5 separate regions of the Mus musculus genome follow, and regions 2, 3, 4 and 5 are each linked to region 1. The links are chromatin contacts, called in public Hi-C and promoter capture Hi-C maps. All regions are on one chromosome and are shown on one strand. Each heading gives the region's core, a stretch centred on a gene start, on an enhancer-like site or on the middle of the called end of the contact. The rest is flanking DNA. Distances are from core to core; before and after follow the strand shown.

Region 1 (5,754 bases), core at 953-3,452:
AGGAGGAAGACTTCCTGGATAAAATCAACCCTATTTATGATGCCCTGTCCTACCCCAGCCCCTCTGACTCCTACCAGAGCAAAGACTTTTTTGTGTCACGGGCCATGTATGTGTGAGGGAGGCACAGGGGCTCTGACGTCTCACCTTTCACCCTTGACCCATGAGCTTTCCACCAGTAATCTAGGACACTCTGACTTCCAGGCAGACCAGGGACAACTATCACCCATTGCAATCCACCTGTGACTTCTTAGTGACTCCACCATGACGTCCAATCTATGATGTCTGAGGCAGGCAAACCTGCACAACTGGAAACCTGGAGATTTTTATCTCCCTTGGCAGGGAGCTCACCATATCCTTCTGCACCACCTGTGACCCCCCCCCCCCCCCCAAGGACTCCTAAGACTACGACCCTTTGACCATGCCACTCAGTATCTCAAGAACCCTTAAAGTCCCAAAGGAATCGGACCTTGCACTTGTCCTCAGGCAATAGAGTCCAACAGATATGCAAGAACGGGATCAGGGGCTCCCTGTTGCTCAGACCTGAGCCCTCCAGGCAGCAGAAGCTCACCTGATCCCTCCCCACCCTGCTCCCCAAAGGTGAAAAGGAGAGGATTCCCCAATGTAAGGTAGGACCTCCCCATCTCCACCTACTCCTGCAGGCAGGAATCTCAGGTTTCTCACACCCTCTCCTCAGCACCCAGGTTCCTGTCTCCAGAGCATGAATTCCAGGTCCAATGCTAGAGGGGAGAACCTAATGCAAGTGTGCCTTGCCACCCCAAGTTTGGGAGACTCTGCTCTTATCCTGAGGACTACTGAATTCTTTTAACCCCTACCCAGTGAGATGAGAACTACATATCCCTCTTTAGGGGATGGTGTGTGTATGTGTGTGTGATGGAGAATCTGGGCATCTGGGTTGGGAATTTTATTTTGTAAGCATTTCCTACATAATATGAGTTTCTACTTTGATAAAGTCTTGTGTTTTCTGTGAGATGTGAAGTGAGTGGGGTACAATGAGGCCTGAAGCTTGAAAGGCATCCGTGATCTGTAAGTCAACAGAGAATGGACTCCCCTCCCTCCCCAAAAAGTCAAAAAAAAATGCCCCAGAAATTAATGAGTCATAAGCAAAACCGCATCAACCAAAAGAAAAAACGGTAGGCATGCAAGAAGTGTCTAAGATCATGAGGCAAATACTATTTTCAATGAAGCCCCCAAGGCGTGATGGGTAATGGAGCTAAACGAATGAGCCAGAAGCAAAGTAAGAAACGAGGGCTGTAGGCGTAGTGGGTAGTCGCCAGAAGGTAAAAGATTCCAAGATAGTTCATTAGAGAAAGGCCGGAAGGATGGGAAACGTGAACAGGCAGACACGAGCTAAACCGAGCCAAGGGATTGAAGCTCAATGAATGGGGGAATGAATGCTGGGTAATGGGAAAGGAATGAATGGGCCAAAGATAGAAGCTACAGTGACGCAAGGAGCAGACGGCATGATGGGTAAAAAAATAAAAGGGGGTGGGGGGGTCAAGGCAGCTGCGGCGTTAAGGGAGAAAGCGGCATTGTGGGTAGGCAGAGGCCGGCAGGTTATCCCAGAACTGGTTTGAAACCTTCCCGAGGCACTGTGGGAAGGGGCAGCACTTCCGGCTTTACCGTCGGGGACCCTGCCTCTCCACCGCGGTGCCTGTCGGGACGCGAGACCTGACCTTGCTGCCTAGCAGCGTCTGCAGCGCAACGCACCTCTACTGATGTCCCCTGACCCTGGCGCATTGGCCAATGAGAGACCTAGCACGCACGTCACCATGGCCGGCCCATTAGACATACTGTAGCCAATTAGAATGTGAGTTGAGCCAAGGTCCACCAATAGTCAAGGCATTTTCTGGGGCGGGTCTCCGCGCCTCCAAAAGGAGGGCGGGGCAATGAGCAGGTAGGCGTGTCAATGCGTGTGCTATCGACAAATAGCGAACTAGCTCCAGCCCCGCGGCGTCGCGAACCAATGAACTTGGGATACACGAGCCAATAGGAAGGTAGAGGAAGCTGCACTGACTGATTTCGACTAGGAACCAATAGGAGTAGGGCTTCAACAGAAGGGTGGAACTTCCTGCTAATTCTCCAATAGAATGTCTTTCTTCTAGGGCGGTGGGCGGATCTCGGAGGACACCGAACCAATAGAATCCATGGGGCGGGAAAACAGCGGTGGCGGCGGCGGCAGCGGGTTCGGTTGCGCTTAGCGCACGGGGTAGGAGCGGAGCCCAGGCCGGGAAGAGGAGCCGCCGCGGCCGCCAGTGAGAGCCGAGTCCGCTTTGGGTGGGAAGGGCCTGGGGTTGCATCCGGGGGTGTGCGTGTCGCCCCGATCCCTGCCCTCTGACCTTTCCCCTCGCAGATACCATGGGGAACGTGTTGGCTGCCAGCTCTCCGCCCGCAGGGCCACCGCCGCCTCCTACGCCGTCCCTCGTGGGGCTCCCGCCGCCGCCTCCTTCGCCGCCAGGCTTCACTCTGCCGCCGCTCGGCGGCGGCCTGGGCACTGGGTCAAGCACTGGCCGTGGTTCGGAACGGACTCCCGGGGCTGCGGCCAGCGGCGCTGCGGCGGCCTCGGAAGATGGGAGCTGCGGATGCCTGCCCAACCCGGGGACGTTCGAGGAGTGCCACCGGAAGTGCAAGGGTGAGGGGCGCCAGGCCCGAGTAGCCCCAGGGAAAGGGAAGGGACCCCCCGGAGGATTGGCGCACATCGTTGCAATCATTAAACAGAACGTTGGAAGCTGATGATGGATTGGAAGGGTGGGACCTTGAACTTGGGGCTCGAAACTGCGATCAGATGATGAACTCGTTGGGGAAGAATGCCACAGCAGGAGGGAGAAGTCTTAGGGTACTGAGAGCCAGGGGACCAACCCCACCAAGATTCAGGAGTGTGATCAGGAAGGGAATTATAGTCCAAGGTCACGGTGTCAAGAGGTTTTCCCCAATGTTCCTGTGAGGGGTTCGACCCAAGGATCCTAGCCTAGGATCTTTTGACAATTTGATCATAAGAGGGAGGACATTCTTACTCTCGATAGTTAAGTGTGTTAACTTACTAAATACTGAGGACAGTTCTGTGTGGTGAGAACTGTAAGCATGAGAAGTTAGGCAGGAGAGTGAATTTCCTAAGTTGAGGTGACTGCACTGGGTTTAAAATGTGCAAAGGGCCAAGGTTCCTCTAGTGGTGGAATTAGTGAGATAAGAGTTTGTGAAGAGAGCTTGGGATGGGAGAAGAATCTGGGGTATGACAGCATCTCTCTTCTGCAGAGCTGTTTCCAGTTCAGATGGAAGGTGTCAAACTTACAGTCAACAAAGGGTTGAGCAACCGTTTCCAGGTGAGCCTTTCTGGTGCCTTGACCCTCCAGAGGTCACAACAGCGATACTCCTCCATGCATACAGATCCCCTCACTCTTAAAGGCTTGGGGTTTTTGGTAGGTAGCAAGATTCAGATAGCACTCCAATGGCACCACTGGCCAGGGCAGAGGTGGGAAGATCGTACTCCCAAGACCAGACCAGCATGCATCAAAAGACCCTATATCAAAACATAAAAGACAAACTAACAGGAAGACTCAAGAATTCCAGGGTGACTACTTGGGGCCTGGGGGAGTTAGGGTTTAGGAATCCATAATTCTTACCCTACAAAGTCAAGTAGGAGTGGAAACGGTGAGTGTGGCGCCCACCCCAGCACCACTTTCTCACTAGAAACCTTTAATCTCGTCAGGTCAGGCCTGGTGTTTTGTTGGATCCCTGGGCATTGATGCTGCTAGTCGTGGCCTGACACCCGGTGTTCACTCCCCATCTCCACATCTCTAGTTTGCATCCCCCAGCTATCGCCAAGACCCCCACCACCTACTCTTTTCTCCCAGGTGACCCACACAGTAGCCCTCGGCACAATTGGGGAGTCCAACTACCACTTTGGGGTCACATACGTGGGGACGAAGCAGCTGAGTCCCACAGAGGTAAGATTTCTTCAGTCATTCTAACATCTGTTAAGGAAATCCAGTGGCCAGGTGACAGACTCAAGGGGGCTATGAAGGGAAGGAGGTGAGCAAGTGAGCAGCCAAGGTGTTGGGACATGGGTGATTCCTTCCTGCAGTAATATCCCTAACATACTGTTCTTTATCTCATCCTGGGGGTGAGGGGCTGGGTTTGGGGACAACTTAGTGATGACCTGGATGCTTGAACCAGATAGAGCACCTGGAATGTCAAGATTTTTTCTTGGGTGTTCTCTAGGGGGTGCTAGAGAGCCACAGAAATTTGGCGAGGGAGATGGGTCAGATGGGTGCTTCAGGTATGTTCCTCGGGATGGAGAGAAGGGGTGTGGAGCTGGTGGGAGCGGGAGGTAGAGGTCTGAGCTACAGCTCTCCTCGTGCTCCCTGTGGGGTTTTGTTTGTGTTTGGAGATACTGACCTGTGGCAGAGGATGATCTTAACCTGTCAGTTCTCCTGCCTTTGCCTCCCCTAAGTGCTGCCATTGCAGGCCTAAGTCCTCATTCTTGGTTTTATCTGGTGCTGGAACTCAAACCTGGACATACTAGACAAGCATTCTCACTGACTGATACGTCCTTAGCAGGTTTTTTTGTGTGGAGTAAGCATGTGTGCATTCCTGTGTAGTAGCATGTGTGCGGGTGTCTTGCAAAAGCCAGAGTGGGACATCTGATCCAAAAGCTCACTGTTTAGGCTTAGACAGGCTGCCAAGCAAGCTTACAGGACCCACCATCTCTACAGGGGTAGAGTGACAGGCATGATACTTAGACCATGCAATACATGTGGCAGGGGTTTGAACATGGGTTCTCATGCTTGCATGTAGGAGTGCTCTTACCTAGTTTATACCAACTCAAGCCCTTCCTGGACTCTGTGTAAACCAGGCTGGAATCCAACTCAGGTCTTGCCCTCCCGTCTGTCTCCCAAGTATAGGGATTAAAATGTGTGCCACCATGCCTACTACTTTTTTGTTTTTAAATCTCTCTACAGTCTTATAGTAAGTACACTGTAGCTGTCTTCAGACTCACCAGAAGGGGGCATCAGATCTCATTACGGATGGTTGTGAGCCACCATGTGGTTGCTTGGGATTTAAACTCAGGACCTTCGGAAGAGCAGTCAGTGCTCTTAGCCACTGAGCCATCTCTCCAGCCCCCTCTCTACAGTCTTCCACCTCCACTAGCAAGCAGATCAAGGAATGAAAGCCTCCCCGGGCACTGCACTAGAGTGGCAGGGGGCCTACTTGGCATTGCCCGTCTGTGTGTCTTAGGGCTCTAGTGTTTCGAGGTAGGGAAGGCCTGAGCTGCACTTGGAATTGCATTTGTTTGTGTGGTGAGGAGGCCTGTGGAGGACAAAGGACAACTTTCCTTCCACCTTGTGTGCACTGGGGCTTGAACTGCTGTTCAGGCTTGGAGACAAGTGCCTTTACCCTTCCTACTGCGCCATCTCGTTGGCCCCTTGAGGCGTGTTCTGAAGAGTGGAGCAGGTTGGTATCTAAGAGTCGAAGCTAGGCTGTTACACAGCGTGGAGATGAAGTGTGGGAAGCAAACGGCCACAGAAAGGATGCTGTTGTGGCAGGGAAGACAGCGGCAGGAACAGGCACCATGGAGGTTATGTTGTCAACCAGGAAGCAGAGCCTGCCCAAACCCAGCTGACTGTCCTCACACATGCCTATCATCCTAGCCCTGGGGAAAGCTGTGCCAGAGGATGAGGCATTCAACCCACATAGCAAGACCGACTTCCATGAATAAATAAACATGCAAACCAAAGT
Region 2 (5,754 bases), core at 1,193-3,692, 7.6 Mb before region 1:
AGACTAGTGTCAAACTCAGAAATCCACCTACCTCTGCCTCCCATGTGCTGGGATTAAAAGCATGCACCACCATACCCAGCTCCTTTGAAAAAATTTTTTAAAAAGATTTATTTTTATTGTATGTGTCTGTTTACCTTCATGCTTACATGTGTACTGCACAGCTGCCTGGTTGCTCCACCAAAGCCAGAGGATGTACCCCTGAACCAGACTCACAAGTACTTGTGAGCCTCCACATGGGTGCCTGGTCCCTCGGAAGGGCAGCCAGTGGCCAGTGCTCTTAATCATGTATCCAACTTTCCAGTTCCCAAATTATGTTTTTATTTTTATTTTTTTGAGACAGGATCTCTCTTTGAAGTCTTGGCTATCCTGGAAAACTCTATGTAGACCAGGCAGGCTGGCCTCAGACTCAGAGAGAGCCTCCTGCCTCTTTCTCCTAAGTGCTGGGATTAAAGGGGTGCTCCACCACCCTGCCCCAGTACATTTTATTTGTGTGTGTGTGTGTGTGTGTGTTGATGGATATGCGTATTGTCACCCATGTGCTGTGCCTTGGGTGCAGAGGACAGCCTTCCTGAGTCAGCACTCTCCTTCCTCCTGAGGGAGGAAGCACTCACTGTTCATTAGGCTCCAGCATACCTTTGTTTACCCGGTCCTCTTGCGGTTCCAAAATGACTTATCTCAAGGCTTTTGTAAAGAGGAAGTAAGTTGGACCAATGAGCAAGAGGCCTGGTGTCAGGTCTCTGCAAGCTCCCCCCCCCCCCCAGTACTTCATTTGCATTGTTTCTCTCTGCTTGTGGAGGTGGTCTCTGCTTTATAGATAATCCTATTGGTTCTGTTTAAGGGGGTGCATCCACAGAAGTGCTTAGAGAGGAGTCTGGGGCATGTAACTGTTCTTTTATCCTTACTGTCAGCATTATCCTGCTAACAGGAAAGTGAAGCTAGGGAGGGCGGTGTGGTTGAGTTCCTCTTCCAAATATGGACTTGTCCTGCGTCTTCCGTCAGGAGGAGATGAACGGCTGGCTGGAGGCTGTGGCTAACTCCGTGGCAGAACACGCCGAGATCGCCCGATGGGGTCAGACACTACCTACCACATCATCCACAGATGAGGGCAACCCCAAGCGTGAGGGCGGGGAGCGTAGGGCCAGCGGGCGCCGGAAGTGATTCCAGGTACCCTTTCCCCCACCTTGGAGTCTGACAAGTCTCCTTGCCCCTCCTCTCTGCACTGTGGACACAAAGACAACTTCTCATCCGCAAGGGCCGGAATGACTGCGGATGTGCCACTGTGGGCCTGAAATAGAAGGGACTTCTGCACTCCAAGAGGTGGTGGTAGGGGATTGCTGTCCCTATAGCCATATCTCGGTCCCTTCCCGCTCGCCAACCCCACCCCAGGTGCTGGGGCTCCATTCTTTTTATGCAATAACTGAGCTTGGTGGGGCCGGGCAGGGAGCCAGTTGAGCCAAGCTCCCTGCCCAATCGTCAGATCCTGCCCCAAGAAGCTGGAGTGGCGAGGGATCTAGGAGGTGGTGATTTGTTGGCCTCCTCTCCGCCCTAAGGATGGACAACGGGGGCGCTGGTGAGGTCCCCTGGACCATCCAGGGTGCTAGGGGGTGGGGAGGGGACACACTCCCTCCCTGCCTTTACCTCACTTCCAATGCTGCCTTGATCTGTCTGGGAAGAGGGAGGACAGGGGCCCTTAGCCCCTGTACTCCGCCATCTCAGAGCCATGCGGTTAATTCCTGACTTAGTTTATTTTTGCAAAAACGTAGACCCCCCCTCCTTCCCCCCGCCCCGCATCCGCGAAGGCTTTTAATAGGAGGGGAGTCAAAGTTCAAAACTGTCTTCCTCTCTCCTCCCCGATTCTAGCTGTAAATGCCACTTCCCGAGGGGGAGGGGGTGGGAAAGCCCTCCCCCTGCATGCTTCTGGCTGGAGCACCTCCCTGGGACGGAGGGAATCAGGGTTACAGGCAACCCCCGTGGCTGCTTGGAGACGCTGCCAAGGCAGGGGGTGCGGGGCGGTGTGGCAGGCGCACACTGTATGTACCTATAATAAACCCTTTGGCTTTGACAGTCTTCGCTGGTTTGTTCGTGTATCCGAGACAGGATTGGAGGGTGGGCCGGTGTGGGGACGAGGTCGAGAAGGCAGTCTCCTAGACTCTACAAATACCTAAGCCTTGGTATAGGCTCATTTCAAGATCTGCGCACGTACTCCTCAACGAATCGCCTACATTCGTTATGTATTATACCAAAATAAGGGAACCTAGAAAAGGGGGGGGGGAGTTACTAAATCACTCCAAAGGATCCCCAAGTGCGCCCCGTCGAAACCAGGAAAGACCGGCCCTCTTTAAAGAGTCAGAGACCGTAATTGCGTTGAGCGAGCTCTCTGTCCAATCGCCGGTGGATCCTGGAGTCTCTAGGCCAATGAGCAAGAGGAAGAGGCGGGGTCTATGCACACCCGGAAGTGGGTGCGAGCCGGCCGGCTTGCGGGGGGGTGGGGCTATGGCCGTCGCGACGACTGCAGTGGAGGGGGTCCCGAGTCGGGGAGCACCCGGGGAAGTGATTCATCTGAACGTAGGGGGCAAGCGGTGAGTGTGGGAGATCCTCGAGGCCCCATCCTACGGGACCGAGGCGGGATGCCCGCCTCTTCTGGGGGTGGGGGTGGTAGTCCCTGTCCATCAAGAATTGCTCCGCCTCAAGCTGGAGGCTTGGCGCTTGAATAAAAAAGAAAGAAAGAAAGAAAGAAATGCCAAAGGAGAATGCATGAATCTCAGTGGAGGAGGCAGCGTCCTCACCTCTTCTTCTCTTTCCTCTCCTTACCCCATCGCCCAGGTTCAGTACCTCTCGCCAGACGCTTACCTGGATCCCAGACTCCTTCTTTTCCAGGTGATTAGGAGAGTCTGGGGCGAGGGTAGGAGGGAATGAAAGAAGAGGGTGTGGGGAGACCCATTTCTACAATACTCACCTCTGCAACTCGGCCCATGTCTCCTCCTCGGTTTCCCCTTCCTGTAGTCTTTTGAGCGGACGCATCTCAACCCTGAAAGATGAGACCGGAGCTGTGAGTAGGGCTAGATCAAAAAACGGGACTCCGGGTGGGATGGGGGACAGGAGCTCCTACTTATTCCAGGTCTTTTCCATGACCCCCACCTCCATCCCCACCCCACCATGCAGATCTTCATCGACCGGGACCCCACCGTCTTTGCCCCCATCCTTAATTTCCTGCGGACCAAAGAGTTAGATCCCAGGTTGGTATGGGTAAATGGGTGAATTCTGCCACTGTATAAAATCTCTCCTCGAAAAGTAAATGTGTTCCATTCTATTAGAATTATTGATCATGTTATATTCCTTCCATTAAAATATGCCCACACATTTGCACCATTCTTCATCCTTGTTATCTAGATTTTAAAGAAAGTATGTATTTGTTTGTTGGCTTGAGATAAGGCCTTGCTCTGTAGCCCTGGCTGTCTAGAACTCCATCCAGATCAGGCCAGTCTTTATCTCCCATGTCTTGGATTGGCAGGTGTACCCCACCCTCAACCTCCCTAGAATTTTACGCCGGTTGAAACTAGCCAGGCTTCGGTAGTCTCTGGGCAGTTTCAATACCTTTCTCCTTGCAATGTGCTGTTCATGCCTATGCCCTAGATTTTTACACCCAAATCTCCCCTATTACCCAGGGGTGTCCATGGTTCCAGCCTCCTCCATGAAGCCCAATTCTACGGACTCACTCCACTGGGTAAGTGAGAGTCCCGTGCCGTGCCCCACCCCCACCCCAACCCCGCCCCCAGTCAGCACCCTCAGTTATTTCCTGAGCAGAATGCCTCTCCTCTTTGACTCTCCCAGTCAAAAAGACTGTTGGGTTAGAGCTAAGAGCACCGGATTTGGGTCTGGCTCTGAAGGGGTCGGGGTTGCGGGGGAGGGGATAGTTACGTGGAAAGACAGATGAGGAAGGGGACAAGGGTCTGCTTTAGTTTCCCTCAAGATGAAGTTTTGAGTCCTTCCCTTGCAGTTCGTCGCCTGCAGGTGAGGGAAGAGTTGGATCGATCTTCCTGCGGAAATGTCCTCTTCAATGGTTATCTACCTCCTCCAGGTGAGCACTCCCAATTGATGCTAGGGAGAGGGAGATTGGCTTAAAGACTACATTTCCCATAAAGCTTCAACCCTTAGGTGTTTGGAGCCCTGAGGTGCACTGGGAGTTGTAGTTCTTTATCAGATGCTTGGAAAGGAAATAGGAAGCAGCATTTTTCCTTGAAGCTGTGCAACAGCCAGTTCTCTTTAGAGTTCAGAAGCATGCACGGGAGCTTGATGGGAGTTGTAGTCTGAGTTTTCTTAAGTTTCACCCCATTCTTCAGAAAAATAAATAAATAAATAAATTTAAACTTTATCATGCTAGCTTCATTGGATGCTACTTTTTGAGGGTGGAGGTTCTATGATACGGAGTCTCTCTCATAGCCCTGGTTGTCCTGGAACTCACTATATAGACCAGGCTGGCCTTGAACTCATAGGGATCCTCCTTCCTCTGTCTAAGCCTTTAAGATTAAAGGTATACACCACCACACTCAGCCATCCACATTATCTTTTGAGGCATGGTCCCAGCAAACCTGGAGTTCACTGATTGGCTAGGCTGGCTTGTCAACAAAGTCTGAGCACACACCTTTCTACTGTCTGGGGGTGGGGGAGTCCAAAACGTAGTTTTCTTATGCCTATATAGCAAGTGCTTTACCCAGCAAGCCATGTCTGTAGCTCCTACAACTATATTTCTATTTTATTCTTTATTTGTTATAGTTCTAGAGTTTGCGCCCAGGGTTTTGTACATGCTGGGCAGGTGCTGTAGCATGAGACTGCCCTCCCCCCGCCCCCCACCTCCACCCCCCTCCTCTCCCAAGCCTGACAGGTGAATTTTAGGCAGGTGCTCTACTTCTGAACCATGCCCACAGCTTTTCCCCAGTAACAGCAAGGAACATGTTCATGGTCCAGCTGTCTTTATTTTTAAAAATGTTATTACATTTATGTATGTATGTATGTATGTATGTATGTATGTATGTATTGGTTTCTCAAGACCAGGTTTCTCTGTGCAGCCCTGGCTGCCCTAGAACTTGCTCTGTAGCTCAGGCTGGCCTCGAACTCAGAGACCCACCTGCCTCTGCCTCCCAAGTGCTGGGATGAAAGTTGTGTGCTACCACCACCCGGCAGAAGTATTTATTTATTGGGCACGTGGTGGGAGGGTGCATGAATGGAGATCAGAGGACAACTTGCAGAAATTGATTCTCTCCTTCTACCGCACATGTCTCAGGATCAAAGTCAGGATTGCCAGTCTTGGTGGCAAGCACCTTCACCCACTAAGACACTTGCCAGCCCTCTGCTTCATCATCGTTATTATTATTTTATTATTACTGAGACAGGGCCTAGCCTTGAACTTGCAATCTTCCACTTCCAGATTTCCAAATGGCTGGGATTTCAGACCTGCCTGCAAGGCCTGGCCAAGTTAGCAAACACTGAAAAGGCACCAATATCATAGCAGCACCAAACCAGGTCTTTCCCTGTGACGGGTTTCCGGGTCATTGAATGCTGAATCCCGGCACACAGAGCACCTGCCCCAGGACACTGTGCCCCACACAGGGAATCCATGCCTCTCATGGTTTAAGTGTTCATAGACTGTCCGCCACGATTTTAATTGTGGTGCCCGACACTTCCCCTCACTATAGTGTTCCCAGTGAAGCGGCGAAACCGGCACAGCCTGGTGGGGCCCCAGCAAATAGGGGGACG
Region 3 (5,754 bases), core at 1,254-3,753, 7.5 Mb before region 1:
TTCCTGTCAAACAGGTTTCACAGGGGGGGGGGGGTGAGAACGAAACGCATTAACACTGTTGGTTCAGGAGTGGCCACACCAACCACCAACTGTATGAACACTGATCCAAACACTTGGAAGGAGGAGTCGGGATTGGGGCTTTGAGGCCAGGCCAGGTTACAGGAGATATCATCACAAAAAGCATGTTTGTGCTGGGGAGTGTTAGGAGTGTGCAGTGGTGCAGGCCTTTAATCCCAGCACTCGGGAGACAGAGGCAGGCAGATCTCTGAGTTCCAGGCCGGCCTAGCTGCAGACCAGCTAGGGCTGCATGGTAAGACTCTGCTTCAAAAACAAACAAATCATATGTGTATAAACACGTATGAGCCGGGCATGGTGCGCGCATGCCTTTGATCCCAGCACTCCGGGAGGCAGAGGGAGGCGGATTTCTGAGTTCAAGGCCAGCCTGGTCTACAAAGTGAGTTCCACGACAGCCAAGACTATACAGAGAAACCCTGTCTCGAAAAAAAAAAATTATTTATTTTTTATTTGTATTTTATTTATTTTTAATCCCAGCACAAAGTGAGTTCCAGGACAGCCAGGACTATACTGAGAAACCCTGTCTAGAAAAACAAAACAAAACAAACAAGCAAAAACACGTATGTATCCATATTCAACATTTATATTTTGGGGAGTGGGGGTGGGTGTTCGAGACACGGTTTCTCCGTGTAGCCCTGGCTGTCCTGGAACTCACTTTGTAGACCAGGCTGGCCTCGAACTCAGAAATCTGCCTGCCTCTGCCTCCCAAGTGCTGGGATTAAAGGCGTGTGCCACCACTGCCCATTATATTTTCTTATATGCTATTTTCTTTCTTTCCTCTCTCTCTTTTTCCTTCTTCCCTAGACAAGGTCTGTGATGCCAGGCTGGTCTTGAATTTGTGAGTGCAAGCAGTCCTACAGTAGTAACCGAGCAGGCAGCTGAGCCTCCAGCCATGCACTCCCAGGCTTGGCTTTTCAATCTCTCGGTGTTAGCTTCTCAAGAACAGGGATTACAATGGCCCTTTCCCTCTTTCTCTCTCCCTTCTTTACCTTTCTCTCCTTTAAACAGGGTCTCATGTAGTACAGGCGGCCTCAAACTCTCTATGTTGCCAGGAATGACCTTGAACCCTTGATCATCCTGTTCCCTCCTACCTACATCCCAACTGCTGAAATTCCAGGTGGGTGTCCTGGCCACCTCCTTTCCTTTTTGGAGGGTTGGTTGCAACACATTACTTTTTGTTTCATACATGTCTGAACAATCTTGCTGCGGAACCTAAAGTCCTGCCACCTCACCTCTCAGCCCCCACTCCTCCATCAATAGAAGAAATAAACACAGGCCTAGCCTACAAGACCTTGCTCACATCAGGTTCTCAATAAACAGTAAGGTCTACGTTCTGTTTTTCCTTGTCTCTCTCTCCCTCCTAACCCTGTCTTTGATTCACCCTTTCCCTTGCTTCACCTGTAAATGTTCTCTCTGATCGAGGTCACACCTACCCCCAAAGCTGGCCAAGCGACTGATGCGGGAGGCAGGCACCTTGCGTTCACGAGAGCGATCACTCAGCTGAGAAAGAGGAGAGGTGTGAGGTAGGGAAGGTGGACAAGATGGCAGAAAAGCCCTGCAGACTTGCTGCCACTTTCCTCAGACTATCATGGGGGAGGGGGAAGAGGAAGCAATGATACCTGGGGCCGGGGTGCCTTCCTGAGCCGGGCCTCCCGTGCCCTGCGAATGTCATCTTCACTGAGGCCTCTTCCAGGCTGGTCTTGATGAACACTTTGGGCCAAGCAACTCCTACATGGCCCCTGCAGAGAAGTGGATTTTAAAAGAATGAAGGTCTAATCCTTTTTAGACCCATCTACATCATTTTACCTACTCCCCACCCCCCTTCCCTCAACCTCTTTTCCTTGGAGGCCCCCTCCTCAGCCTCTTACCCACCAGTGGGGCCTAGGTCCTAGGGCCCCCCCACAGGGCAGACGAACAGCCCTGCCCAGCGGTCCACAGGTCCTGCGCAGCATGGCACCTAGCTCCAGCCACATTGCCTAAGAAATAATAAGGATTACAGTACTGGGCCTCCTGCTTTGCGCTCTTGTTGGAAAAGCCCCCCTAACCCCCATATCTTTTCCCCTTTTATTTCCAGGTTTCTTCTAGTTACCCCCCCCCCCCCAGCCCGCCCACGTTGCTAAGAACTCAAGTTTTCCATAAGCGCCTCCCCAATCCCCACAAAACTCCTCGCTGTTGCTAAGGTTCTCTCCCGTTGCTAGACGTCCACAGAGCCGCCAGGACAACTCTCTACTTCTCAGCGCCCCTTTCGTTGCTAGGCATCGCCTTACCCTGGGCTGTTAAGCATTCACAATTCCTGTGCTGCCCCCTGCCTAGACACCCCGTTACGACCCCGTTACGGGGCACCTCCCCCGTTGCTAAGCACCCAGTCCACCAGGTTTAGGCTCCAGGTCTAGCACCCGCTGGGCCTCTTAAGCTTCCGGGAACGTCCGCACACCCGCCCCCTTTGATCAGCTAGCCAATGGTAGCACAGCAGCTCGCCGACGTTTGCAAAAACTCACCCCGCTGAGGAGGCGTGGCAAGGGGTGGAACCTAGGCTAAGGCTCTGTGGGTCTTCTGTGTTAGTCGGTGCGCACGTGAGCTCATTGTACTGACCAATGGTCCTTCTTGACAGAATTCTTCTACCCTCCTTTGTCCCTCTCTGTCCCTCTTTGTCTCTGTCTCTCTGTCTCTCTCTCTGTCTCTCTCTTCTTGCGTCCACTTCCCACCTGCTGAAATTGCAGGTCTGAACCATTATATCCACTTACATTTCCGCCTGCCAAGCTCAAAATCTATCCTATGTATTTGGACATCCTCCCCCAACCCCTGCCACCACGGATGCACGAATCCAGGGCCTTGTGCATTCCAGGGACGATTCTTGACCACTGAGCCACAACCCTAGAAATCTTTTTTTTTTTAAGATTTATTTATTTATTATATGTAAGTACAGTGTAGCTGTCTTCAGACACCCCAGAAAAGGGCATCAGATCCCATTACAGATGGTTGCGAGCCACCATGTGGATGCTGGGAATTGAACTCAGGACCTCTGGAAGAGCAGTCAGTGCTCTTACCCGCTGAGCCATCTCGCCAGCCCCAACCCCAGAAATCTTTAAACACATATTCTTCCAAGCAAACATTTCCCTTGCACATGGAGCCTCTCCACTTTGTACCAACACCCACGTCCTGGCACCCAGCCTCCTTCCTGGCACATATAAATCCACTGCCTTGCTTAGGAACTCTTCTCTGCCTTCACCATGACTCCCCTTGGCGGCATACTGTGCCGGTGTTCCCTCCTGCAGTCTACTCTCCACTCTGCCTACTTAGGAGATGGCCCTCAGTGGGAACCCTGCTTCCTTAAGGCCTGACATTTCCCAGAACACACTCAGTCAAGATTCCCAGCGCTGAGTCAGGAGCCTTGGCATGAGAGAAAATTGACTCACTCCTCTTGCTGTCTGGAATAGAAACAGCTGGTGGCTGGGACATCTTTCCCACAATTGAAGAGATGTGTTCCTCACGGCACCCTACTGTCGCTGTCTAGCCCCACCCCCTTTGTTGGGAAAGTCTGTCCCTTTACTGTGTGACCTCAGAAGAGCCCTCCTCCTTCTCTGGACCTCATGTTCTCTAACTTGTATGATGTCTGAGGTGGGTTCCCGTATCTGACTTCTTATTAGCCTATGAAGAGATGACTCATCCTGAAACCTTGGGCCTGTGCCCAATGTCCCTCCAATGGGTGACTCAATTTCAAGATTGAAAGCACCTCCAGTCCTCTTCCAAAGGTGAGGGTCTGACTCAGGAGCTGCAGGCTGCTTGCCATAAGGGACAGGCTGAAAAATCACCTCAGTGGATAATCCCACAGGGCCACTGCTCACAGTGGCCTCGCACCACAAACTCCATGTATCTGAGTTCATTGCAGATGACATAAACAAGGGCAAGGAAAGGGTAGAACTTGAACTCAAAGCTCTCCCTGGTACACTGGGATCATGAAGGCAGCCATGGTGGTGCATGTCTATAATCCCTGCATTTGGAAGAAAGAGGCGGGGAAAGCAAGAATTTAAGGCTATCCTTGGTTTTGAGGCTAGACTGGGCTACTTGAGACCCTACCTCAAAATAAATAAGAGGAAAGCATGGAGCTGCAGGTATATGTCAGTGATACAGCATGTGTGAGCCTCGGCATTAGAAAACAAGAGGTATCAGGTGGTGATGGCACAGGCCTTTAATCCCAGCACTCAGGAGACAGAGGCAGGAGGATCTCTGTGAGTTCCAGGACAGCCAAGAATACAGGGAAAGTCTATCACACACACACACACACACACACACACACACACACACACACACACACACACACACACAAACCCCCAAGGTGCTGGAGTTGGGGCTCAGCAGTTAAGAATGCTTGCTTTTCTTCCAAAGGATCCGAGTTCAGTTCCTAGTGTCCAGGTAGCTTCAATTACCTGTAAGCTCAACTCCAGATCTGATGCCCCCTGCTGGTCGCCAAAGGCACCTGAATGCACCTGCACAGGCACACATGTACACATAAGTAATTAAAGAACCAACCAACCTTGAGGTAATGATCTAGTGTCAGAGCCTAGAACATAAGTCCTCTAGACATGAAATCATCTTCATTTATTTATTTAAAAATCTAAGACCCTGCCAGGCATGGTGGCGCACGCCTTTAATCCCAGCACTCGGGAGGCAGAGGCAGGCGGATTTCTGAGTTTGAGGCCAGCCTGGTCTACAAAGTGAGCTCCAGGACAGCCAGGGCTATACAGAGAAACCCTGTCTCGAAAAAACAAAAAAACAAAAACAAACAAACAAACAAAAATCCAAGACCCTGGGCTAGAGAGATGGCTCAGAGGTTAAGCACACTGACTGCTCTTCCAGAGACCATCCCCAATGAGATCTGATGCCCTCTTCTGGTGTGTCTGAAGTCAGCTACACTGTACTTATGTATAATAATAAATAATTTTTTTAAACCCAAGACCTTGTGCCCATGTAAAACCCAGGCTCTTGTTTTTTGAGATTGGCTCTTATCATGTAGGCCAGGTTGGTGTTGGGCTAGTGAAACATAAGAATGTCTTGTGTCTGCCTCCTGTGTAATATGATTATATGAGTGTGCCATCACCCATGGTTTAGACATGAGATTTCTTCATTGTTTTAAACATTGAAATTCTTTTCTTTAAGATTTATTTATTATGTGTGTACATTATAGCTGTCTTCAGACACACACCAGAAGAGGGCATCCGGTTTCATCACAGATGGTTGTGAGCCACCATGTGGTTGCTGGGAATTGAACTCAGGACCCCTGGAAGAGCAGTCAGTGCTCTTAACCACTGAGTCATCTCTCCAGCCCTGGAATTCTTTCCTAAAAAGGTCTTACCTATGTACTTTATTATTCGAGGCAGGGTTTCTATATGTAGCTCTGGCTGACCTGGAACTAGCATAAATTCACAGAGATCTGTCTGCCTCTGTCCTGAGTACTGGGGATTAAAGGTGTGTGCCACCCTGCCAGCCTTAAAAAGATTTAATTTTATGTGTGCGGGTAATTTTGCCTGCAAATGTCTGTGCATGCTATGCATGCCCTGAAGAAACCACAAGAGGGTGTTCAATGCCCTAGAATTGTGGTTAGAGATGATTGTGAACCCCCATTCAGGGTGCTAGAAACCAAACTCCCAATTCTTCAAGAGAGCGACTAATGGCTCTTAA
Region 4 (5,754 bases), core at 2,386-4,885, 7.5 Mb before region 1:
CCTCTCCCCTCCCCCATGGCTTGAGCTTTTGAAACTTAAAAGCTCACACCCAGTGACAGAACTCTACCAACAAGGTCATCTGCCAACCTTCCTAAACAGTTCCACCTACTGGGAACCAAACATTCACATATACTAGCCTATTGGGACCACCTTATTCAAACTATAACCATTAAGCTATAGTTTCAGCCTCAGTCTGTTGATTGCATCCTTGTGAGGTCACTAAACATGCTCTTTGGGCCTCTGTTCCTTGCACGTCTGTTCATGGACTGCTCCTTCTAAGAGGCATGTCAGGTCAGATAACAGTGATACTAAGAAACCCTGAAATAAATCTTTTTTTCCCCTTCCTGGTTCAGTTACCATAGACATACATTCTTTAGCTCAATTTCTTTGTGAACTGGGCTTGTCAGGGCTACTCCTGAGGCAATTCAGACCATCCCTGATATATACATATATGATTTTTACACATGCATATATATGTATGTGTATATATACATACATACATATATATAGTATATACACATATATATTTTGTGTGGGTGTACATACACACACATGCATATGATTTGCTGGTGCATGCCTTACCCACGTTTGGAAAGGCAGAGGCAGGTTGATCTCTTAAGAGTTTGAGGCCAGTCTGGTCTTTATAGGGAGTTCCAGGCCAGCCAGGGCTGTGCAGTAGTAGATCGGTGTCTCAAGAAAAAAGAGTGGGCTGGAAAGATGGCTCAGCGGTTAAGAGCAGAGCACGAGTGGGTCTTCCAGATGACCCAGGTTTGATTCCTAGCACCTAGCTCTGTAGCTCCAGTTCCAGAAGACTCAAGACCCTCTTCTGGCCTTTAAAAATACCAGGCACACATGCAGTACTCAGACATACATGCAGCAGTTGTTTGCTTTCATTGCTTTCTTTATAGATGAGTGGGTTGAAGCTCATAAGCTAGAATAGCTTAGCTTCTAGTGAGGAAGTAGCCTGTGAATGTGCACAGTGAGCCAGGTGGGACAGTGCCTAGCCTGAGGCCAGACGTTGAGTGTTTGCTCAGTACCTGGGAACCCTGGCTGTGGCTGCTAATCAAAGAACTGCCTTGTTCTCAGACCTCAGCACAGGAAATTCCAGGGTGGTTTTCTATACTGGCTCCTCTAGCTTGGTCTCTGGAGGGTCCAGGTACCTAAAACGACTTGAAGGTGGAATCAGATAGTCCAGCCTGCCTATCTGCGTCTCTAGTTATCCAGGGGGTGATCGCTACTTGGAATTGCCTGAATTGCTTTGGGCTCGAGTAGGCATTTTCTTTGGCCCATAGCCCTTACCCTCTCTCTAAAATGGTACTGGCTGGAGAACAACCTTGGGGAGTGGGTGAGGGTGAAATTTGGTTTGGGGCGGAGACAGGATCGAGAACACAGGTTTCCTTGATATTCAGCCTGGAAGGAGGGCAGGAGGAGCCCAGAGACCTCGTTCTTCACTTGGTCATTCTCAGTCCATGATGGTGTGGTCCCCAGTGCTCCTTGGCATCGTCGTCTTGTCTGTTTTTTCAGGGCCTAGCAGGGCTGATCGAGCTATGCCCAAGCTGGCTGACTGGAAGCTGTGTGCGGACGAGGAATGCAGCCGTAAGAGTCAGGGAACAAGGGAAGGGGGCTGAAGGCTTGGACTGCTAGTCTGTTTTGCAGTTGCTGTCATTTCCTTCTCCCTCCCCAGATCCTATCTCCATGGCTGTGGCCCTCCAGGACTACGTGGCCCCTGATTGCCGCTTCTTGACTATATATAGGGGCCAAGTGGTGTATGTCTTCTCCAAGTTGAAGGGCCGTGGGCGCCTTTTCTGGGGAGGCAGTGTGAGTCTTCAGAGAGTGATAATGGGAAGGGTGTGGGGTTTGTTTGGGTTTGTAAAGCCTTGTTTTCCATATGAAGGGAAGATTTGGGGGGAGGGGAAAACGAGATTTGGGGGAAGGAAGGACATTTTATTACTTATTGCATTTTTTTTTTTTTTCTTTAGAAATTACAGAGAAGCTTAGCGCCAAAGCTCTTTTTCATACCCGGGATACAACAGTGAACAAAGGGGTAGAGGCAGGCAACCAGCAAGCCATCAAAAGTGGCAGCAAACATGACATTGTGAGGATTAGTTGTAGTGGCAACATTCTATCCATGAGCAAATGGCATTTAAGCTGAGATTCAAGTAAGAGGGAAGATTGTACACAGGCGTTCAGCAAGCATAAGTGCCGTTTCCCCAGATGGACTTTTAACTTCTTCTCCAGGTTCAGGGAGGTTACTATGGAGACCTGGCAGCCCGCCTGGGCTATTTCCCCAGTAGCATTGTCCGGGAGGACCTGACTCTGAAACCTGGCAAAATTGATATGAAGACCGATGTGAGTGTCTTGGGGGTGGAGGTGGGAGTAGGATGATAGTTCCTTTATTTGCTTACCTGTTTATGAGAAGTAATTATTTTTGTTGTTGGTATGTACCCAAGCTGGCCTCAAAATCACTAGCCTCCAGTTTCAGCCTCCTGAGGGCTGCTGAGTTTACAGGCCCTGCCCAGTGCTGAGTGATCTCTAATTGGGAAATGGCAGAGGGTGCAGTACTGGAAGCTAATGTGTTCATTTCTGGGTGATCAAACCTAGTCCTTGCAGCTATAACTTTGTTAGAACCACTAGGCGCATTGCAATGTCATCACTGGTTGGTTTTCTATCTACTCTTTTTCAGCAATGGGATTTCTACTGCCAGTGAGCTCAGCCTACCGCTATCCCTGCAGTTACCCTTCCGGCTCTATGCAAATACAGCAGCCAATGGCAAACTATTTGTCTCTTTGGTTTTTGGGGTTGGGTGGGTATGTGCAAAGAATGTTTCACGGGTTTCTGAATATAGCCAATTAATGCCCTGAATGTTGTAACGTCAGTGGCTACTAGGCAGAATTTCACTTTGCAAGCCCTTTGCTCCAAGGTAAGGTTTGGGACCCCCAAGCAAGGGGGTAAACAGTACAATATATGTACGCTTTCCTCTCTTTTAAAGGGAGTTGAATCATTGGTATGAGCCAATAGATCCCGAGAAGCGCATAGAACGTACAGTTTTTTTGTTTTGTCTTTGTTTTGAGGGTTTCTCTATGTAGGCCCTGACTGTTCTGAAACTCACTATGTAGACCAGGTTGGCCTTGAACTCAGCGATACATCTGCCTCTGCTTCCTGAGTACTGGGGTTGAAAGCATGCGCGACCCCAGAGCCCGACCAACAGAGGTTTTTCTTGTAGATAGGGATAAATGTGCGCGTGTCCTCAGCTTTCCTCTTTCCGGTCTATGGGGTTAGAAATTACACTCAGCAGCCTGAGATCCATTCTTCCAACTCTGTCCATCCTGCCCTTGCTCCTTCTTGGCATTCTTGTCCCCGCCCCGTGCCTACGTATAACCAATACGGAGTCTAGTCTCTGCTCCCCGATATTTGACCAAATCCGTTCCACCGCTAGGGCAGCATCTCTGCCTCCGCCCTCTCCCACTTGCTCCACCAATCGCTCTTCTATGTCACGCCCCTTTTGACTCGGCCCCTCTCATGCCACCAATCCGCGCCGCTTATCCCGCCCACTGCCTCCTGAATCCACCAATCACTGCGTTGGGCGAGCGTGGCCTGGTATCCGCAGCTCCGGAGGCTCGCGCGGGAGGGGGGGGGGCGGTGAAGGCGGAAGTGGCGGCGCCGGGTCCAGAAGTGGAAAGGAGCTGAGGCTGCAGCCCGAGTGGAGCGGCTGCCAGCCGAGGAACAGGCGCGGCTGCGGCGCCATATTGCGGCCCTCAGCGGTCGCCACTGAGCCATGGCCGAGACCTACGGTGAGGCTGATGGGCCGAAGCAGGGGGGGCTGGGCCCGTAGTGGATGTGGATGTGGAAGTGGGGCGGGGCTTTCTGGTCAGGTGGGCGGGGTCTGCCCGGATACGGGGCAGGGCTAAGTGGGTCTGGGGCTGAGCTAATCGATTTGGGTGGAGCTTGAAGAGGCCGCTGTACGGGTTAAAAAGATCTAGGGCGGGATTTAAGGGACCTAGTCTTGGTAGATTAGGGTAGGGGGTAGGCCTTGAAGAGGGAAGCAAGCCTTCCTGGGCGGAGCATGAGTGGATAGGGCGGGGCTGACGGTGACCAGCAAGGGTCAGGTTTTATGGACTACAGAGAGAGCCTCACAGATGCTGTGCACCCTGCACACTCTGTGGGCTGATCTGGTTTGAGAGGGCTGGAGTGATGTTCTTGAGTTATAGATTTGAAACTTAGCGTCAAGAAATGCGGCATAAGTTTAAGGATAGAGGCCAGGGGTTCTGGACAGAGGATGGGGAGACAAGGTTCAGAGTTAGGCAATCAGTATGGATGTACAGTGTCAGGTGGGTAGAGGTAGGTTGGAAGGCAGTAGAAATCTCTGACGACAATCAGAGACAGCTCCATTCATTGAACACTCATAGAAAAGCCACAGAATCTGGTGCACACTTACCAGAGGAGGTAACCAGTTTAGGACATAGGCCCAACGTCAGAGGCCTTGACAGAGTGAATGAGTGAGAGGGGGTAGGAGGTGAAGTGAAGAGGAATGGAGGTCAGATTTAATTCTTGTTGAAATGGCTTTTGAAATGCATCAGGTAAGGTCTTGCATTGTGGAGACCTTTAGTTTGGGTTTGTAGCTTAGCTGTGCCTAGCTGTGTAGTCTTGCTTTCGTCAGTTAACCTCTCTGGCCTCATTTTCCTAGTCTGGAAAGTAGAAGTCCTTAGTATACTTCCTTCTTTCCTTTTTAAATATTTATTTAATGTATATGAGTACATTGTAGCCGTATTCAGAGCCACCAGAAGAGGGCATTGGATCCCATTATAGATGGTTGTAAGCCACCATGAGGTTGCTGGGAATTGAATTCAGGACCTCTGGAAGAGCAGTCATTGCTCTCAACTGCTGAGCCATCTCTTGAGCTGTATAATTTTATCTTTAGAGCTTTATTTATGATTAAATGAGTCTTTAGGACTGTGATGGGCATGTATATGGTAAACACTATATAAAAATAATTTTGTGTGCTATAACCCTCTCATTTGGGAAACCGAGGCAGGAAGACTGCTTCAAGTTAGAGGTCAGCCTGGACTACAGAGTAATACTCTTTTTCTTTTCTTTCTTTCTTTCTTTCTTTTTTTTTTTAAGACAGGGTTTCTCTGTGCAGTCCTGGCTGTCTTGGAATTCACTCTGTAGACCAGGCTGACCTCGAACTCAGAAATCCACCTGCCTCTGCCTCCCAAGTGCTGGGATTAAAGGCGTGCGCCACCACTGCCTGGCCAAAGTAATACTCTTAAAATAAGAAAAAGAGAAAGAAAGAAAAGTGCAGTGTGCTGGCACTTCCAGCAGTGGGTAGGCTGGGGCAGCAGGATTGCAGTTCAAGACCAGATAGTGAGTCCCTGAGTAGGAAAAAGACAGACAGACAGACAGACAGCAGTGGGTAGGCTGGGGCAGCAGGATTGCAGTTCAAGACCAGATAGTGAGTCCCTGAGTAGGAAAAAGACAGACAGACAGACAGACAGACAGGAAGGAAGGAAGAAAGTAGAGGATGGCAGCACAGTCTTTTAGAGGCTGAGGTAGGAGGAGTGCTTGGAGTTTGAGGACAGCGAGGTTAGTCTGGAATACATAGTGAAGCTTTGTTTCGAATATCAGTAATAATAATGAAAAAAGAAAAAAGAGTCCTCTTGAGCCCAGTAGTGGTGCACACCTTTAATCCCAGCGCCCAGGAGGGCAGAAGAGGCAGGGGAATCTTTGAGTTTCAGGCCAGCCTAGTCTACAAAG
Region 5 (5,754 bases), core at 2,205-4,704, 6.0 Mb before region 1:
TCTTAGTGCCTTTGCAGGCGAGGCCTTACATTCTGTCCCTGCCGCCTCATCCCCCACTGTCCTTCTCACCCACAGACAGCGAATACCCAGGACACACCTCCCCATTTCTACCTGGCTCCAGCTCTCTGACTCCACCCTCTGTCTTTGTCCTTGGGCCTAGTTAGCTTCTCTTGGCCCTTTACAGCAGAACTCTAACTGCTCTGCCCTATAAGGCCATGGGACCAATCAGAGATGACTTCTGTGTTTCCAGGGCCTCTGTGCTGGCCACATTTGGAAACAGGTCTATCTTCTACCTATAATGGAACCCTTGATGACAGGGCTTGGAGGGTCCTTCTTAGTTGGGGATGTCCCTGCTCAAGCTGGACAGACGTAGGCTCAGTCAACAGTCCTCATTCCCAGAATCTGCTGTGTTTTAACCAGAAAAGCTGCACTGACATGATACCCTCCTCCTCCCTCGAAGACTCACTTCCCCTTTGAGCAGAACCTCTGCCTGTGTGAGCAACGGCAACTGGCCCATTTCCTGTCCCTCTCCTCCCTATCTATCTCTCTTTACCCTATGCAGCCTCCTCAGTGGCCGTTAGTCAAAGGCCCCTCCCACTTGACCCCCACTTCCTGATATCTTCTCTACCCCAACCTCCGGCACATTCCACAGGCCTAGGGTTCTGAATAGCTCGGGTGAGGCCTCAAATGCACTGCTCTAGGGGAGGCTGTACCAGAAAAGGGACCCACAAAGTACAGGGAGCAGACAGCCATGGTGTTCCAAGCCCAGCTCCTCTTAGTTTGACTGCCCCTCCCCATCCTGTCATCCTGTACCCACCTTGGAGACCTTTAGTAGCGAAGTGCAGGTCAATGGGGTGGGACCAGTAAGCCATGTCCCCTATCTGGGGTGTGTCTACCTGTGTCTGGCCTTCTCGTACACCTGAGAGGAGCTTCCATGCGGCCCCTGTAATGAGAACCAGGACATCAGGGTTTGGGGGATAGCAACCTTCAAGAAGGGGACCTGCCGTGGCAATGAGTTTGTTCCCTCTGGTATCTGGGAGTGGGAGTTACACAGTGTAGACTCTAGAGCCAAGTGTCTGGATCCAGATCTTGGCACTGGCAGTGTACATCTGAAATCTCAGCACTTGGGAGTTTGTTTGGGGCTTTCTTGGGCTGCCTGATGAGTGTCAGGTCAGCATGGGCTACAATGTGGGTCTCAGTCTCTAAAGAAAAATTGGAGGGGTTGAAGAGCACGTGAGAGAGAATAAAGCCAGGCAGTGGTGGTGCACACAGTTGGTCTTAGCCCTGGGGAGGCAGAGGCAGGCTGATCTCTGTGACTTCAAAGCCAGCCTGGTCTACAGAAGGAGTTCCCAGGGCTGCCAGGGCTACACAGAGAATCCCGTGTAGAAATCCTGGCACGATTCATATATGTGTTCTGTATTTTGCAGTGTTAGGGATGGAACCTAGAGCAGTACATATGCAAGAGCTCTCTAGCAACAGTCTACACTCCCCAGCCCAAGTTGATGCAACCCTGGCAGAGTAGCTTCTCTCTGTTTCCCTGTCTATAAAACAAGCGACAAAAAACACAATCTCACAAGTTATGAGAGGACTCACATAGCAAGGATGAACTATGAATTTTTAAAATATTATTCACTTGTTAATCCTCATGACTGCAGCTGGCGATGTGATCCAGAGGCACACGCTCTATGCTCTGCTGATGAGCTGCACTCTCAGCACCAACAGAGAGCCTCCTTTCTTAAGACAAGGTCTCATATAGCCAAGGCTAGCCTCAAACCTCTGTCGTAGCTAAGGATGACCTACGCTCCCCGGGTGACGAGATCCCCAGCATTTTCCTTCCTCTATGCACCCCACATTCAGAAGCCTCCGTCAAAGACCAAGAAGAGACTGGGCACCATCTGCGAGCACATCACAACCCCAGTGAGGAGCAAGGAGAAGCAGTGCCCACATACTGAGCACTACACCCCAGATGCTCTGCTAAACGCTCTGGGCAATGCCTTCACCTTATCTGCTCTCTGGGATTCTAACTGCCCCCTCCCAACACACACACACACACACACACACACACACACACACACACACACACACACGAAGCTTTCAGACTCCTCACTGTTGCCACGAAGGCCCATGTGTGACCTGGATCCTGTCACTCATCTGCCACTGCCGCTCCCCACCCTCAAGCCTCACTGGTCCCATCCTGTTCCCTTGCCTCAAGGCCTTGGCAGCGGCTGTTCCTTTTGCCCTGAAACGTCTGCTACTGGGTGCCCATTTCCGGCTGTTTTCCTCCTGCCCCCCAATTCAAGTGCCACTTGCACAGAAAGGCTTTCTCTGATCTCAGACCTCCACATCCCAAATCAGCCCCCAGCACATCACTTTCTTTTTTTCCCTAGAACTTACAATAATCTTGTATATATTTTGTGCTCTTTTCTTTGAGACAGGGCCCCAAACTTGTAATAGAAGGCTTCCTAGGTGCTGGAATTACAGATATGCATAAGCACACCTAGTTTGTCTACTGGCCTGAGGACAGGAAGTGTGTGTGTGTGTGTGTGTGTGTGTGTGTGTGTGTGCGCGCGTGTTTTCTATGTCACAGCCCCATATGCTTAGGGGCTATGTTTTCCGATGGTGAGATAACATGAAAGACAAGGATAAAGAGAAGCAAACAGTATGAGTTCATTGGAGAATCGAGGAAGGAACATGGAGACTTAGGCTAGGGGAGGGAGCTGGGTATTGTTTGGGAGATGAACAAGGTGTGAGGAGGATACCTGTGTGGATGCCCCACTTGCAAAAGAGGCTGCTTTCCGAGAAACCGGTGGCCCCTATGATCTGCCCGATCACGTGCACTTCAGCCATGGCTCTAGGAAAGGAAAAATTCAATCACAACCCTGTGAGGTAACTGTATTATTTCCATCTGACAGCTGGGAAAACTGAAGCCTATCACATAAAGAACAGCACTGTGATTCTAAGCTAGTTCCACCAACCCACTGACAATGTGGCCTTCATCACAGATACAAGCCACGTCCCCAGAAAAGCCCAAGAAAAATGGGGAAGTCTCCCAGAGGTGTGGGAACCTGCACCAATAAATAAACCAAGGCTCAGACGCTTAGAAAGCCCCGCCCCAGGGTTGTGGCCCCGCCCACATGTGCAAGGCCCCGCCCCTTCGCGGCAGATCAGCCAAGCTTCAAAAGGCGCATGCGTCTCGTCTCGGGTGTAGGGCCGCTTTACCCTTGCCCGTAGGCGTAGCGCATGCGTCATTCCTACCTCCGCGTACTTGACCGTTAGAAGTGAAAGCTGCCTCGGGGATGGTAGTTCACGGGCTTCTTTGCGGGCGCCGTCGAGACTAGTCTCGCTCCCCTCCCGGGCCCTTCCAGGCGGAGGGAGATCTGAGGTAGATAGATCCGCAGCCTCGCTCTCCTGGGGTGCCCCGACTGTTGCTGGGGCAACAGCAGGTTCCTCCCCTGAGCCCGCCCTGCGTGCTGATGATTGGTGCTATAGCTGCCCTCTGGGGGGCGGGGCGTAGTCGTGATGGACGCGGTCATTCGGGACTTTTTTGCGAGAATTGCATAGGTCTTGCTCCTGCGACGCCTTACGCCCCAGAGTGGGAGGCCTGGCGGGTTATCTCTATCAGCAGTTGAGGAAGTTAGAACGCCAACTGTTTCCTCTCCATATCTTCTTCACGCAATAAGCAAATCTATTGATGCTCTTTGCTTCCTCAAAACAAAACACCTTTCCTGTTCAGGATCACAGCCAGAATGGAGCCAGCCGACACTAAACGGGCACCTAAAGGGACTCCCATAGTAGTCATCTCTATGTTGTAGCTGGAGGGGAAAAAAGGACCTCCATATTCTGACACTAGAGAAATTGGGAAGTGGGTTTCTCTTCAGTTTTCAGAGCTTCCTCAGATTTCTCAAGGACTGAGAAGTCCAAGTTCTTTCTCAGAGTCACTGCAAAGTTCATTCTAGCAGCTGGTTTTGAACAAACAGGTTGGAGTAAAGATAAATGAGGAAGACGGGGCTGGAGAGATGGTGCAACAAGAGCGCTTGCCTCACTTCCAGAGAACTGGAGTTCGGTTCCCAGCATTCTGTAACTCCAGCTCCAACTCTGCCCTCTTCTGGCGTCCCAGAGGACACTTCCCACCCTCAACCCCTGCCCCGCGCACAGGTGGCATACACAAATAATAAAAATAAATCCTACAAAAGGAAGGAAGAAGCCCCTTTGGCAGGAAGTCAGGGAAGAAAGCCTCTCTCCTTTATATATATATATTTTTTTCCCAAGTCGGAAACAAATTTTAAAAATTTTATGATGAGTATTGTGGCTCATGAGAGACTGAGGCAGGAGGAATGCTGCAAATTTAAAGCCAGCCTGGGCTATTAAGTGAGTTCCAGGCCAATCCCCCTTAAACAAACAAACTAAAACTAAAACAAGAACTTAAGTCGTGTGTGTGTGTGTGTGTGTGTGTGTGGTGTGTTCAGGTGTATGGGTGGTTGTTTGTATGGTGCATATGTAGAGGCCAGAAGATAGCTCGTCTGTGTGGTGTGTGTGTGTGTGTGTGTGTGTGTGTGTGTGTGTGTGTGGTGTGTTCAGGTGTATGGGTGGTTGTTTGTATGGTGCATATGTAGAGGCCAGAAGCTAGCTCACCAACCTCCAAGGTTGTCCCTAGAAGCTATCCACTTTTTTTTCCTTCCAATTTTCAGGATATGTGTTACCAACACTAACACCACTGTTTTTGTGTGCTTGCTTTTTAAACATCTGTTGTTTGCACTGGTGTTTTTCACGTATATCTGAGCACCAGGTGCATGCAGTGCCTGCCAAGGCTACAGGAGAGTATCTGGCGTTCTGGAGAGTGCATTGCAGGCAGTAGTGACCACCCAGGACACACGGTAAGAATGGAACTTGAGACCTATGCGAGAGCACACTATGCTCTTGCCAACTGAGCCATTTCTCCAGGCCATACAGTATTTGTTGTATTGACTTATTTAATTCAGTAATTCTGTCATGCAGGCTCATCCACATTGTAAGTGTGTGTCCGAATTTCCCTCCTTTGGAGTGTCACAGTGCATTCAGTGTAACTAGAGCCCACACTTTATTCAGGTATTCACTGGAAATGGGAGTCTAGAACCACGTGGTTGCCATGGTGTTCTCCATGGCAGCTGGAATAGGGCTTCACACCTTGCTTTCTTCTGCCACTGACTCATTTTAGGAACAGAAGGATCTGAACCACCTTCTTCAAGAACATCACTTTGTAAGTATTAGGTACAGAAAAGTGCACACACAGTAAGCGAACGTCTCGGTGGATTTCATAAACCGAATATACCTGATGCCCAAAGAAAACAAGGCACAGGTTATGGATAGGCTGTGTACCTGCTCACTCCTCATGGAAACATTCCAGGGAGGACAAAGAACCCCTAGGAATCAGGAAGTACGCTGGAGAGGGAGCTTGGTTGTTAAGATGTTTGCTTCTCTTCCAGAGGACCTGAGGTCACTTTGCAGCATCCATGTCCTGTGGCTTACAACTAACTATAACTCCAGACCCAGAAGAGCTAGCACAAAACTATCTCTGTGGCATACACTCAGACACACACACACACACACACACACACACACACACACACACACACAATAAAACTAAAAAACAGGTTTTTGGTTTTGGTTTGGAGACAGTTTCTTTATGAAGCCGTGGCTGTCCCGAAACTCACTACGTAGACCAGACTGGCCCCAAATTCAAAGATCTGCCTGCCTCTGCCTCCAGAGTGCTGGGAT

The links. Promoter capture Hi-C pulls out the DNA fragments that hold promoters and counts their contacts. A called contact is a pair of places that touch in the nucleus more often than the background predicts.
Region 2: a contact with region 1 is called in a promoter capture Hi-C map of frontonasal cranial neural crest. The contact joins the promoter of Shkbp1 here to the promoter of Tomm40 in region 1. A contact is called at or near these places in 5 of 39 promoter capture datasets (cranial neural crest, frontonasal cranial neural crest, maxillary cranial neural crest and 2 more).
Region 3: a contact with region 1 is called in a Hi-C map of B cells, with 5 read pairs. The contact joins the promoter of Coq8b here to the promoter of Tomm40 in region 1. A contact is called at or near these places in 2 of 39 promoter capture datasets (cranial neural crest and frontonasal cranial neural crest) and 1 of 484 Hi-C or Micro-C datasets (B cells).
Region 4: a contact with region 1 is called in a promoter capture Hi-C map of second pharyngeal arch cranial neural crest. The contact joins the promoter of Rab4b here to the promoter of Tomm40 in region 1. A contact is called at or near these places in 5 of 39 promoter capture datasets (cranial neural crest, frontonasal cranial neural crest, hippocampal neurons and 2 more) and 1 of 484 Hi-C or Micro-C datasets (B cells).
Region 5: a contact with region 1 is called in a promoter capture Hi-C map of cranial neural crest. The contact joins the promoter of B9d2 here to the promoter of Tomm40 in region 1. A contact is called at or near these places in 2 of 39 promoter capture datasets (cranial neural crest and second pharyngeal arch cranial neural crest) and 1 of 484 Hi-C or Micro-C datasets (CD4 T cells).

Annotation. Positions count from the first base shown.
Region 1 is chr7:19,711,877-19,717,630 of GRCm38.p6, reverse strand. Tomm40 (translocase of outer mitochondrial membrane 40) reads left to right here and starts at 2,202. Exons shown (of 10, transcript NM_016871.2): 1 at 2,202-2,273; 2 at 2,372-2,650; 3 at 3,271-3,338; 4 at 3,870-3,962. The coding sequence starts at 2,377. Nectin2 (nectin cell adhesion molecule 2) reads left to right here. Exons shown (of 9, transcript NM_008990.3): 9 at 1-987. The coding sequence ends at 116. Gm38955 (a long non-coding RNA gene) reads right to left here and starts at 2,167. Exons shown (of 2, transcript XR_881874.2): 1 at 1,642-2,167.
Region 2 is chr7:27,352,696-27,358,449 of GRCm38.p6, reverse strand. It overlaps Shkbp1 (Sh3kbp1 binding protein 1), which reads left to right and starts at 2,442. Exons shown (of 18, transcript NM_138676.2): 1 at 2,442-2,579; 2 at 2,824-2,877; 3 at 3,004-3,049; 4 at 3,163-3,236; 5 at 3,666-3,724; 6 at 3,998-4,078; 7 at 5,694-5,754. The coding sequence starts at 2,494. It overlaps Sptbn4 (spectrin beta, non-erythrocytic 4), which reads left to right. Exons shown (of 36, transcript NM_032610.2): 36 at 1,000-2,067. The coding sequence ends at 1,158.
Region 3 is chr7:27,229,762-27,235,515 of GRCm38.p6, reverse strand. It overlaps Coq8b (coenzyme Q8B), which reads right to left and starts at 2,503. Exons shown (of 15, transcript NM_133770.2): 1 at 2,343-2,503; 2 at 1,944-2,051; 3 at 1,695-1,814; 4 at 1,509-1,575. The coding sequence starts at 2,048.
Region 4 is chr7:27,176,764-27,182,517 of GRCm38.p6, reverse strand. Rab4b (RAB4B, member RAS oncogene family) reads left to right here and starts at 3,635. Exons shown (of 8, transcript NM_029391.2): 1 at 3,635-3,791. The coding sequence starts at 3,776. Mia (melanoma inhibitory activity) reads left to right here and starts at 1,369. Exons shown (of 4, transcript NM_019394.3): 1 at 1,369-1,596; 2 at 1,685-1,818; 3 at 2,239-2,349; 4 at 2,684-2,777. The coding sequence starts at 1,473. The coding sequence ends at 2,707.
Region 5 is chr7:25,678,480-25,684,233 of GRCm38.p6, reverse strand. B9d2 (B9 protein domain 2) reads right to left here and starts at 3,454. Exons shown (of 4, transcript NM_001362154.1): 1 at 3,256-3,454; 2 at 2,760-2,851; 3 at 818-943. The coding sequence starts at 2,847. It also overlaps a transcript of Tmem91 not described here.